Regions from separate parts of the Anser cygnoides genome. Here region 1 is linked to region 2. The links are chromatin contacts, called in public Hi-C maps. All regions are on one chromosome and are shown on one strand. The core of a region is the stretch at or near the end of the contact, and the rest is flanking DNA. Distances in the headings are between cores, read along the strand shown.

Evidence for each region. A called contact is a pair of places that touch in the nucleus more often than the background predicts.
Region 1: a contact with region 2 is called in a Hi-C map of liver, with 6 times the contacts expected there. The contact joins the promoter of RBM7 here to the enhancer-like site in region 2. A contact is called at or near these places in 2 of 7 Hi-C or Micro-C datasets (both in liver).

The regions. Positions count from the first base shown.
Region 1 is chr21:2,388,300-2,393,829 of Taihu_goose_T2T_genome, forward strand. RBM7 (RNA binding motif protein 7) reads left to right here and starts at 2,673. Exons shown (of 5, transcript XM_066981155.1): 1 at 2,673-2,828; 2 at 3,130-3,292; 3 at 3,885-3,981; 4 at 4,481-4,574; 5 at 5,027-5,530. The coding sequence starts at 2,733. The coding sequence ends at 5,446.
Region 2 is chr21:2,314,341-2,320,603 of Taihu_goose_T2T_genome, forward strand. It overlaps ZBTB16 (zinc finger and BTB domain containing 16), which reads right to left. Exons shown (of 7, transcript XM_066981283.1): 3 at 4,610-4,707. Among named protein-coding and RNA genes, the nearest start is that of ZBTB16, 47 kb to the right of the region's middle. Within about 2 kb of position 3,596, at least 3 of the 3 cell types and tissues checked have open chromatin away from gene starts, as enhancers often do. A contact at or near this core is called in liver, where this site is marked.

The DNA of each region.
Region 1 (5,530 bases), core at 1,423-3,922, 73 kb after region 2:
CAAAAGCCCGCAGAAGTTCAGTTTATTCAGTAGTAACTGTAGCTGTTATTTTTATCTATCTCCTTCTCTCCCTCTTTGTACAGGTGTCAGTCACGGACATTCAATGGCCCTAATGAAAATTGCATATAGGGATAAGGTGTGCGGTTATTGTATTAGCTGGCGTGACCCATTCTTTCAGGCTCTCCAGTGAAAGAACTGTCATCTGCAATGGCTTTGTCTGACTGATCTCTCTATCATTTGATGTAATTACGGGTACCTGTTTTCTAGTAGGATAGCAGGGCGTGGAGAATTTTCAAGCATCCACTTTCAGTTGAACAGCCCCATTACCACAGCACTGAAAAAGATTGTCGTCGGCGCAGGGAAGTCAGCGAGGCAGCTGAATAACCCGAGGAGCATGAGTGCAATCAGGCAAGAGAGAAGGCGCAGCTGACATCTGCAATCAGTGCTGAGGACAGAGACTGCACTACAGACACAGGACAGACACACAGACTACAGTCTGGCTGTGGGCTCATGGACTGTCCGACATAGCTCAGGCTGTGCCTAACTGGAGGGGAGCTCAGGGAGATCTGTAGCCAGAGAACAGCAACCTGTAGAACAGGCCGGTATGGAGCATTAACCAAGGTGCATTCCATCAGAGTTATTGTCTCGGCATTGCATTTGCCTGTTACATTTCAGAGCTTCAGTAGAGGAGAATATTTTCTTTACTGTAGGCAGCGTTAGCCCCAGCTTTCAGACCTACGAGGCAGAAAGTCACAGCTCCCGGACTGGCACTCAGCATCCATGCCCTTTCCCAGCCTGTGAGCTGGGACTAGGCGATAAGATCGTGCACATGCAACAGCAGCAATCTGAGAACTAATTGCTCTTCTTGCCTCCACTGATCTGACATGAACACCACTTTCTCATGTAGCTGTATCAGGCAAGGATACAAATGATGCTGGGGAGAGCTGGTGTCTCTGCTATCTGTGACTTGTGCGTGTCACCTGCAAGACTGACACTGATTTCTTGGGCTCTTTCCTTTGCGATGTAAAAATAATTGTTAAAACTGATTATTAGTGGAACAGGAAGACTACTAAGAGCCAACACTAAGAGCCTAATCTAAAGGTGAAAACTATAAGCAGAATTGGTAAGTTTCTGTAATATTCAAGAACATAAGCTCCTGTATACTAAGAGTGAAAATAGGAAGCTTACAAACACTTTTTGCCCCTGAAAGCAAATACCTTTGTGGGTTTTATTGAAGAGCAAAATGGGAATATAACAACAAAAAAGGCAAACACCACAACAGGATTGTAATATGCCTGTAAAAGTCTGAAATTGTTTTCTCATTCCCTTTTTGTGCATTTTTTTGGGTCTTGGACATACAAGACTGCAACAGGCCAGCCTGAGTCCATCACCCTGTTCTGTGGGTCCCTCTGAATTCAGCCAGCTGCGTACGGCACACCGTGCAGGACTGCGACATCCATCTGAAGATGCCCAGCCCAAGTGAAGAAAGCTGATGATGGTAAAGCTGTCAAACACACTTCCAACCAAACCTATGGGGACCCAGTAAGGAAAAAAACACAGAAGAAAGTAAATGAGGCTCCAGGGAAATTAAGCCAAAGTGGAAGTCCTGGCAGAGTAGGGTAATAATTTCCTTTCTGAATGAGTAACTGTTTAGAATTTAACCAGGCGAACACGATTAAACCAAATGAATATAAATTCTAGGTGCGGTAGTAAGTAATGAACTGGAGAAAATGAACAGGGCCTAATTAACAAGAAAATAGGATATGCCATAATGCATTGAAATCTAATGAAAAATGAGGGTTGAACTCCCCCTTTCAAAAATTTTCCAGATGGAAAATATCCTTGTTTTACATCCAGCGTGTTCCAAAATATCCAGGGAATTACAGTTGTTGAGAACTGTACTTACCATGTAATCAAACAACATGGGAACAGGGAGCTATTTCGCAAAACACTGGAGAAGTACCTTAGCTGAGAGATGGGTGTCCAGAACTCTGCTCAAACATAAAAGCAGAAGTGCCATCTTCACATTAAAGTGTAATACAGCTGTTTAGAGGAGGAATGCAAAGCAGCCTGCCTGCGTCTGCGCCATTACAGGAGGCAGTATTTGGGATGGTGGAGGCCATCAGACAGAGTATTGCGGCAATAAAAGGGAACGAAGCAACGGAACGCTCAACACTCCAGTCAACGCCGTGCTTGCTTCCTTTTTATTACTATTACACAGAACAACTGTGCTCATCCTGCGGGCCGGGCTTCAGCACAGCTCACGGCAGTCACAACGAAGTTACCTCACCCCGCTGGTCGTGGCTGGGCTCTGGAGCAGGACCTGCGAGAGAGGGAGGCGTTGAGAACGTGGGGATAACGAGGGCCGCCTCACGGCGAAGCCCCCTCACGGCGAAGCCCCGGGACAGGGCGTGCAGGAGGGAGCCGTTGGGGGCTCCGAGCTTCCCACCGCAGCCCTCGTACAGCCCACGACCCGTAACTACAGGCTTTTAGTCACCGAAGCTCAGTTACGCAGGCTGCTGGCCACCCAGCCCCACCGCCACCCACCCTCCCGGTCACGCAGCCCTGCGGCCGCTGCCACCGCCCTGCGCAGGGCGGGGCTCCCCGCTCCCCGCCCCCCCCGGAAAGCTCCGCTCGCGGCCCCGCCCCCATCCGTGACGTGGCCCCGCGCCGTCGGCGCCTGCGCAGCAGCGAGCGGCGGCCCCGGCGAGCGCGGGCGGCCCGGCCGCGCGATGGGAGCGGCGGCGGCCGAGGCGGACCGGACGCTGTTCGTGGGGAACCTGGACCCCCGCGTGACCGAGGAGCTGATCTTCGAGCTGTTCCACCAGGTGCCGCCGGGGCCCGTGGCCGCGGCCCGCCCGCTTTATGCTCGGCCCGGCGGGGCGGGGCGGGGCGGGCGGTTGGCGGCGCCATGGCGGGGCGGGGCCGGGGCGGCGTACGGCGGCCGCGGGCGGACAAACTTGTGCAGGAGCGGCCCGGCCGCGGTGCGCCCCCGCGCGGCCTTCTCCCGGGGGCCCTCCTCCCTTGTGGGGCGGGTTTAAAACTTTAAAACTTTTTTTTTTTTTTTTTTTAAAAACTCTGGGGAGCTGCTCCGCTCCCGTTTAACATCTCTCGTTTCTTGATCCGCAGGCAGGCCCGGTAATTAAGGTTAAAATCCCCAAGGACAGGGATGGCAAGCAGAAACAGTTCGCGTTTGTGAACTTCAAGCACGAAGAATCCGTCCCCTATGGAATGAGCCTGCTGAACGGGATCAAGCTGTACGGGAGGCCTATCAAAATTCAGTTCCGATCAGGTACCCAGAAAAAGAAACGTTAAATAACACAGTTACCAAATGGGAAGCAGAGCTGCCACCTTCCTCCTCCTCCTCCCCAAACCTGACAGAGGTGCGCTGAGTTGGTTAGTGATGGTTGTTGCACATGCTTCTCATCAAACTGCCACTCACCTGCTAGCTGATGACTTTGTAGAACAGTGTTGTCATACAGGCATGTGCTTTTGTCCTTGGATTTTGACCAGGGACCTACCTGCCACTTAAGGGGACATATAAACCCCAGGCTGAATCTTCTCTTTTGTTTTGTTCGATTATTTGTTCCATGCCCTTGAAAGCCCCTCTAAATTATACCAGCAGTGAAAGTTGCATCTGACTTCAGTAAAGTGAGGCATGTTGGCCAGAATATTGCAAGCTTGATTGCGTCTTTCCCAACTGGGCATTAAGACGGATACAGTATCTTGTTTTGGAAACCAGATTGTGTGCTTTTGCAGATCACTGGTGAAACTTGAGAGCTAATTAAGCATGGGGAAATTGTTAGCATCTTACAAGTTCATTTCATATCCAAGTTAATCTAACTGATGTTTGGCGGTCTCATGAAATGTTTGTTTCTCTTCAGGGAGCAGTCATGCATCTCAAGATGGTAATTCATCTTCTTTACCACATGGAACTGCCAATACGAGCCCATCTGGCACAGTACATCCAGCTTCCAGCAGGTAAGAGTCCGCACTGTAGGTACACGTGTGTAGTTCAAGTTAAAAAACAGTACTGACACACTCAGCTTTCCCAGTTCTCATTCCAAGCACAATTTACTCTTTTTTTTCTCTATGGAATAAGTACTTGCACTATTATTACCTTCAGTACCCTGCATTCTCGGTACCTGAAAACCTAATGCAAAAAGAAGAGCGTCATCTTGAAAGTGATTTTCCAAAAGATCTGATTGCCAGAGCTTCTGGCCCAGGTCACATTCCTGTTTAAAAACTGTTTTCCTATGAGTATGGAAAAGATTCGGTGATGTGGAGAGAGTTCTGCCAAATACACAATGCAAGCGTGTCAGCACTACTTTCTCACAGCAGTAGTAAGTTCAGGGTAATGCTTGCCCAGTTATTTTTTTCTAATTGTAGCAGTGTGACTGGGCTGCAAGTACCCCTTAGACTGGCAGTAGTCTATGATAGAAACATTTAAGACTAAAATTCCTAATCCCTTTTTCTGCAGATACGATAAGAGTCCAGATAATATGGTAGCAGCAGGATTCTCATCCGTGCAGAGGTCTCTGCCGTCTCCTGATAACCTTCAGAGACAAGGAGTGGTAAGCTGGGCTGTTAATAGTGTCTAAACCTGCAGTCACTCACAGATGATGGATAACGTGAAAGAGTTGGCTCTAATTTTGAGTACTTAGATGTTTCCTATAATGATTGTATTAAGTCACAAGAATGTATTTTTGGAGTGTTGAAATAACCGTTCCAAAAGATTGACAGTTCCTGCTACCAAGCTGTGTGATGTCTGGGCGGTCTTGGAGCTTTACAAGTCCAGCTGTAGATAAAGCACTCAGTAGCAGCCATTCCGTAAGTCTGCAGTCAGTCTCATATTGTTGGTTCATTTTCATTTTTCCTTGTATTTGCAGCATGATTCATGTGGAACTTGGAGGCCAACACAGGAGATTAAAATTTATCAGGACCCCGTGCCACAGACTAGTTAGAGCGCTCTGCCAGAAGGAAAGTGCATCGAATCCACCAAGCCTTTTTCTCTTCTGTCTTCCAGATGCATGGTGCGATGCGGCAGCAGTCTCAGTACGGTGGGAAGTATGATCACCCCGGCTTTGCTGCCTCTGGGTACCAGCACGGGCACTCGTTTAATCACTCGTCAGCCTCCCAGATGCAGTGGCGCCCAGACGTCGCAGCACTGCGCAAGACCAGGATGGGCTCCCACCCCTATTACTCGGACAGTAGGCATTTTGGCCGAGAACAGCGTTTTGGGGACCGTGGGCCTGACTATTGCAGGGGCAAAAGGGATGACTACGGCTTTGATGACAGAGGCCACGACTCTGGATCTGACCATCATTACCGGGGGAGCAGAGATGACTTTGTCTATGAAGACAGGAATCGTGAAAGCTGGAGCCACGATTACGATAACAGAAGAGAGAACTACAGAGAGGGCAAGTGGCGCCCGTCACGGCATTAACAAGCATTCAGTAGGCTTTAAAGAACTTTATGGGAAACTTAAATCTGTTTCTAACTGAATCTGTGTAAAATAAACCCATCAAAG
Region 2 (6,263 bases), core at 2,346-4,845:
AGGAAGGGCTGCACGAGAGGTGGAGAGAGTTGCCACCAACGTCATCACCCAAACTTCATCAGCTAGCTCTGTAAATTCAAACGCTGCTTGGGGACAAGGGGAGAAGGAAGAGGGAGAAAGGGATATTTTCAGGTTAAAAAAAAATAATAATAATTTCAGCTTAGCAACAATAAAGAAAGGTTATTACATAATTTCCACTTTTCCTCCACCCTTAAAGTAATGTTCTATCTGACAGCCTCCACTCAGAGGGGAAAAAATGACAAATCCAATCCAAAATTCAACAGCCTGTGTTCTGTTCAGAAAGCACACAGTGTACTATACAGCCCATAAAACTCCAAACAGCCTCCAGACACTTCTGCAATCGTCCTCCATCAAAACACTTTGTCTTGCATACAAAAATAAGATACAGTGCTGAACGGAATACGAAATCAGCCCATTACAGTACAGGGAGGCTGCTACTTAGCAACAAGGGGGCTTTAAAGCCGCGATGCTCTACAGGAAACAAAATCTGTCAAGCCTGTTGGGCAAATGATAAACATTAGCAGTATTAAAAAACACAAAAGCCATGTAAATGGATCGTGCGCGGCACAGGGAGGGATGGGCAGGCGCAGTCTCGGGGCAGGGGGCTGCTCGCCAGCTCGTCCCCAGCCTGTGGGGAGAGGTCTCAGCCTGTCCTCCCTGCAGAGAGGGGCCGGGGGGGCTCCATCACCATGACCTACAGTGAACTTTCATAACTTTCCCATCTAGCATGCACGACAAGAAACCTGGAAGCAAACGGGCTGCACTGCGATGATCACATATATTTAGCAGTATTAATGTAGACAGATGTGCGTAAGATTTATTTGCTACAGAGAGCACTATGGTGTAATGGGTCCTGGCATCGCTCTCCGCATAATGCTTAGCAGAACACCTTAAATAACAAAGAGCAGCCAAAAGTGGGGAGAGAGGAGAAGCAGTGACGGGTGAAAAATAAATATATTTTATCAGGTAAGGGGGGAAAAATAAGCTGGCTCTGAATCAGCAGCCAGGTCTAGGAAGTGAGCCAAAACAGGAGCTAAAAAGCAAACCATATTCTTCTGGTCTCAGCTTAGACTCTTGAGGCAGAAAGGATTTGGGGGGAGGGGGGGGAATGTATTTTTCATCAGGCAGTGTATAATTTATAAACAGCATTAAACAGTTTTTGTTTTCTTTCTTCCTCTCTCCTGTGTGTGCGGGTTGGCCGGCAGTCAAGCCTGCATTAATTTCTGCTGTGGGTACAGTGTGTTCTTGGATGCACATCTGCGGATGATCATAAACGCAGGAATGCTGGCAGAACATCCAGACCTGCCGGCAGGCCGCTGACATCACTCGGGGACCAAGCGCGGGACGGCAGCCAGGGGGGGGGCGGGAAAAATCCCCAAAGAGGCTCAGCGCTTCCCTTTCTGCTCCGTCTTACATCGAACACCGGCGAACAATACCCGCGGCCGTGGGGAGGGAGGAGCGAGGCACCGCGATGAACTATCTCCTCCATCTCTGATAAAACATCCTCCAGCACTCAGTGCTTCATCGGGAGATAACCACCAAACGCGAAGGGGAAGGAAAGTTTATGTTCATTACAGAGATATGCAGCGGGTGAACTAGCCGCAGTGCCAGATCCTGGCAGAATGAAGCCCATCCTCCGACAGCCTGGGGCACACACCTTGCTCCCAGCCAGGTGCCCCGCTGCTTCCTCGCCCCGGACCACCACCCCCTGAGCACCTGGCATCCTGCTCCTCGATGTGTGCTCAGTGGGGATGGGACCACATCCTGCTCCCAGCACCTCGCACCTAGGTGGGCAGCACCGCACCAACCCCGGGGCTGCTCCTCCATCGCCCCGCAGCTCTCAGGAAACGCAAGGGCGCATCCTCGACCTTGGCCGTGCCACCGGCTGCAGCCCAGCCAGGTCAACGAGGCACAAAGGCAGGGGCACGCTGCCCGAGGCGGGCATTTTGCGAAGGCACCGTCCCTTCGCCAGCCCACCCCGTCACTGCTGCGCCCAGTGCTTTTGCTCCTTGGCGGGGAGGCTCCAGGTTGTCACCCACGCCAGGCTGCCAAAGTTTGCACAATGCCCGAGCGTTTCGAAAGCTGCGCGTGAGCCGGGCAGGCGGCTCCAGGGCAGCGGCGGCGGCACCTCAGTTTGCTGCAGAAGGGCACGCTGCTGCCCACGCACTGCACCTCTCCAGCACGCATGGCCTTGCCCAGATTTGTCCCCATTTAGTCTGGAGAAGGGAAAGGCCATGGCATCCATCTCCAAGGCACAGATTCCCGATCAGAAGTACAGGCAAAGCAACCAGGAGGAAAGGAGTAAATCCCCCCAAGCTGGGATTTTCTCATCTCACTTTCCCTGACAATGAATTTTTCTAGGAAAGGAAGCTCTCTGTCATTCTTCTAATGTAATCTTTTAAGTTTTTGCAAGCACATCTCAGTTAGGAGTGGGCAGTGTTAATGTAGCTGCACCACACATACACCAATAGTTTGCACTTCATTAAGGGTAAGCCTACACTGAAATGTAAACATTTGGTGGAGTATTTATCATGCACCTGAAAGCTGCTGAGATAACACTGCCGAATAACCTCAGCGCTACACCAAGCACCACAAAAACCCCCGTTGGGCTAGCTTGGACATTTATAAGGATTATAATTACTAGCTCCACCTGTATAATATTCATTTATGTCCCCATCACTTTTTTGGCAGGTTGTATTTAGAAAGAAGCAAAGTGGTCAATAGTCATGACGATAAAACATGCAAATTCCTGTTTGGGTTCTTTCAGTTTTGCCTTCTTGTGTTGGAGCATTTCAGCTTGAGAAGAAGGTCATCGCTTCTCCAGTCCCACTCGAGGAAGAGTTTGTTCAGAAAGCAAAAATCGGATGACTGGGATGACTGAGCAGCCATCCAGCTCTGGCAGCTGAGGTTTGAGAGCCAGCAGCACTGCTCCTGAAGGCAGCCACCCCGTGCAGCAGGACACACAGGCAGGACCTGTGCACCCCCTGCCCACTGCCCTGCCTCAGAGGGGCGATGGGGACCTGCTCCCTAATTGGTTCATTAGCTTAAGTACACCTTTTATCATCAGGTATCACTCATAAACACTCGGTTAGTTAAGTTTTAAATGCAAACTGCAATTACATTCAACGTTTACTACCTTTGGCATATAAGGCCTTTGAAGGGGGGGAACAGGGGGCGAGGGGGCCACAACCCGTCCCGGTGTGCCCATCTCCCGTGGGGCAAACTCCTAATTAAATCATCAGTTTGCGCACAAGGCAAACAGACTTGGGATCGCGGCGTCGGCATGCCGGGCGCTGAAAACAAGCCTTGGCGCTGCCGACCCTGCACAGCCTCGCTTCATCCCGGCCGGGGGGACGCGAGGGGAGAGGTGCAAAGGTCTCATGCTTTAATAAATAACAGCGCTGGAATCCGCCGTGGCTGTTTTCGAGTGCTGGGAGAGCTCACCCTGCCCCCCCCACCCCACCCTTGCCAGATTAGAGAAAAAATTAATCCTGCGCGATGACAAACTTGGCTCGGCGTGCACTGTACATACTGTACCCACAAGGCTGGCGGCCGGCCAGGGACGGGCTGTGAGCCAAAGCGACAGTAACAAACACAAGCCGCGCACGCCAGAGCCGCGGGGAGGAGGGGGACGCCTGCTCCGCGCCCGGCACCACGAGGCTCCGGACCTGCCGGCACCCCAGTCCCCGGCCGGAGCCCACCCTGTGGGCTTGACCCCCAAAAAGCAGCGAGGCAGCCCCAGATGGTGGGCAGCGTACTTCCCCAGGAGGCAATGAGATGAGCACCCATGCTGCCACGCATGGTGGGATTTTGCTTAAAGAAGCTGGGCTGCAGGAACCAGCATCCCTGGGGAGCCCCCCTGCCAGCATGACTTCAGCTGCGGGATCAGCTGCCCTCGGTGACTGCCCCTTCAGTAGGGGACCAGGATCCCCCTACGTTTCAGCAAACAGGTCCAGTGGCTGCCTGTGGTGTGTTTTTTTCTCTTTAATTAAAAAAAACCCTAGCTGTACATGGGGCTGCATGACCAAGAGGAATGTCAGGCTAAATTGACTTGCAGAACACAAGCCTCCTCGCTAGCACAGCATTCCAACCTTCCTATATCTGTTTAATTAAAGGGCCTGCATAATTTGAACCCGATAGTTAGATTCATTAGACAAAGAATACCTAATTCTGCAATGGTTTTGCTAATGAAACTGTGCTGGGCGCCTGCACGCGAGGAGCAGGGTGCTGGACACGCGCGCTGAGCGGCGCGCAGGAGCTGAGGCGCAGGCACTGCCCGCGGCGCGGGACCTCTGGCAGCAGCGCAGAGCAACAAGTGGTACGTGAAGTTTGTTATTCCAAGCTGCCTAGCCTGGAAAATATTTCCCCAATTAAAGAACTGAAAACAAACTTTAAAAACAAAGTAAAAAAAAAAAAAACACCTCAAGTTATGGGCACCGGACTGGAAGTTTGCAATTTGCTGCTCTGAAGAGGATGAAGCCTCCTCTGGACGAGATGCACAAGCTGGGTGGCTGCAGCATGTTTGGGTGGGCCCAGGTGGGCACTCTCTGTGCCTCCCCCCGCCCCCAGCACCCCGCTTGCAACCCACCTGAGTGAGCCAGTAAGTGCATTCGCAGCCGCAAGCTGTCCAGAAACCGCTTCCCGCACAACTCGCATCCGTACGTCTTCATACCGCTGTGCAGCTTCCTAGGGGAAAACAGACGGATTAGTCCTCGTGTGTGCGGGGAGAGGGGAGGGCACGAAGGGGGAAGTTTACTCCGAGCGTTAACACCAAGAACCTCCTGAATATTTCATGAAATCTACACGTTACCTGTGAATTTTCTCGTTAGCTTGCTGGGAACACAGACCGCAGGAGTGCGTGCCTGGCGTGGTGGGGGGGGCTGTGGGGAGGCCAGCACGCTGGGGGCGTCCCACTGGGGTCCCCACAGCATCAACACCAGGTGCTGGCCTCCAGGACAGGAACGAAGCCCCTGGCCTCCATCCCCAGGCCCGAGCCCTGCTGTGTGCGGGTGGGCACGCGGGGCACTGCGGGCAGGAGCCCGGCAGAAACCGGTTCAAGTTTACAAAGTGCTTTAGGAAAGGTCCTGATGGGAGCTCCTGTTTGAGTTTCCAGGATTGATTAGGTGAGCTTCTCATCATTAATATTTCTCACCATTATTACAGGTGGATTCTTTTAATAAATTCAATAAATCTGAAATTATGATAGTGTATACTGTATTACTTTAATCTACTGAGAGAGAAATTAAAATGAACTATTCAAATATATTCAAGAAGGGCAAGTTCACTGCTAACATAACTAAAAAAACCCAAACCATGAAGCCAGACATAGCTCAGTACCAAGAACTGGAGTCTGCTCAAAGGTGCTAACCCAGCCCCTGACGTGGCAGGGGCTGCTGCAGGTGAAGTTGCATTTCTCTGTTTCTGTTCACTCAGCTAATTCAGCCTCCAATGTGGTCATTCAAAGAAAGAAACCAACAGGGAGCTGAAAGCCCAGGCAAGCTTTTTGTTGTTTTCTCCCCTCTCCAGCATAAAAAACTCTGCCGCAGAAGACATCTATGAGCTCTGCGTGGCCACGGGATACACACTGATGAGGAATCAGCCCCTTGTATTCGTTAGTCATTCTTGGTGTTGACACTAAACATTTTTTTCAGTGAACTTCTTACTATGCGTCAAACACTTTATAAAATTGCAGCTTCACTCCAAAAAAATTCCTAGAGGTTCTTTGTATGCATTTTTAATTAAATCCCAACTTCTATCCAAATTCAGCCTGACACAAATCACAAGTGAAAAATTAATCATCAGCTAGTGAACAGGAAACATGCCTCTCACCATTTCCTGGCACCACAGCGTATAAAATAAAATCTGCCTAGGCTGAATTGCACAACTGCATGTCTAAAAGGGCCAGGGCAAATTGCATGTCCCAGATCACACGAAGGTGCACATGGTTCAGGCGTCGTGCCGGTGTCTCTGTCAAGACATGGGCAGAGGAGACGCTGGAGCAGCGATGGCTTCGTTCTGCCCAGGACTGAGCCTGCCCTCCTGCGCCTGCTCTCAGGCACCCAAAGGTGCTGGGTGCCACTCCCGTGCAGCACAGCAGGGCTGTGGATGGGGTGTCCGCTGCAGCCCCTCTCGGGCACTTTGGGGTTCCCCCATCACTCCCCCTGCAGCCCCGGGCACGCGAATTGAGGGCAGCGGATGCTGCTTGGCCGCAGGAGCCAGAACCCGCGCCGCTTTCCTTTCTT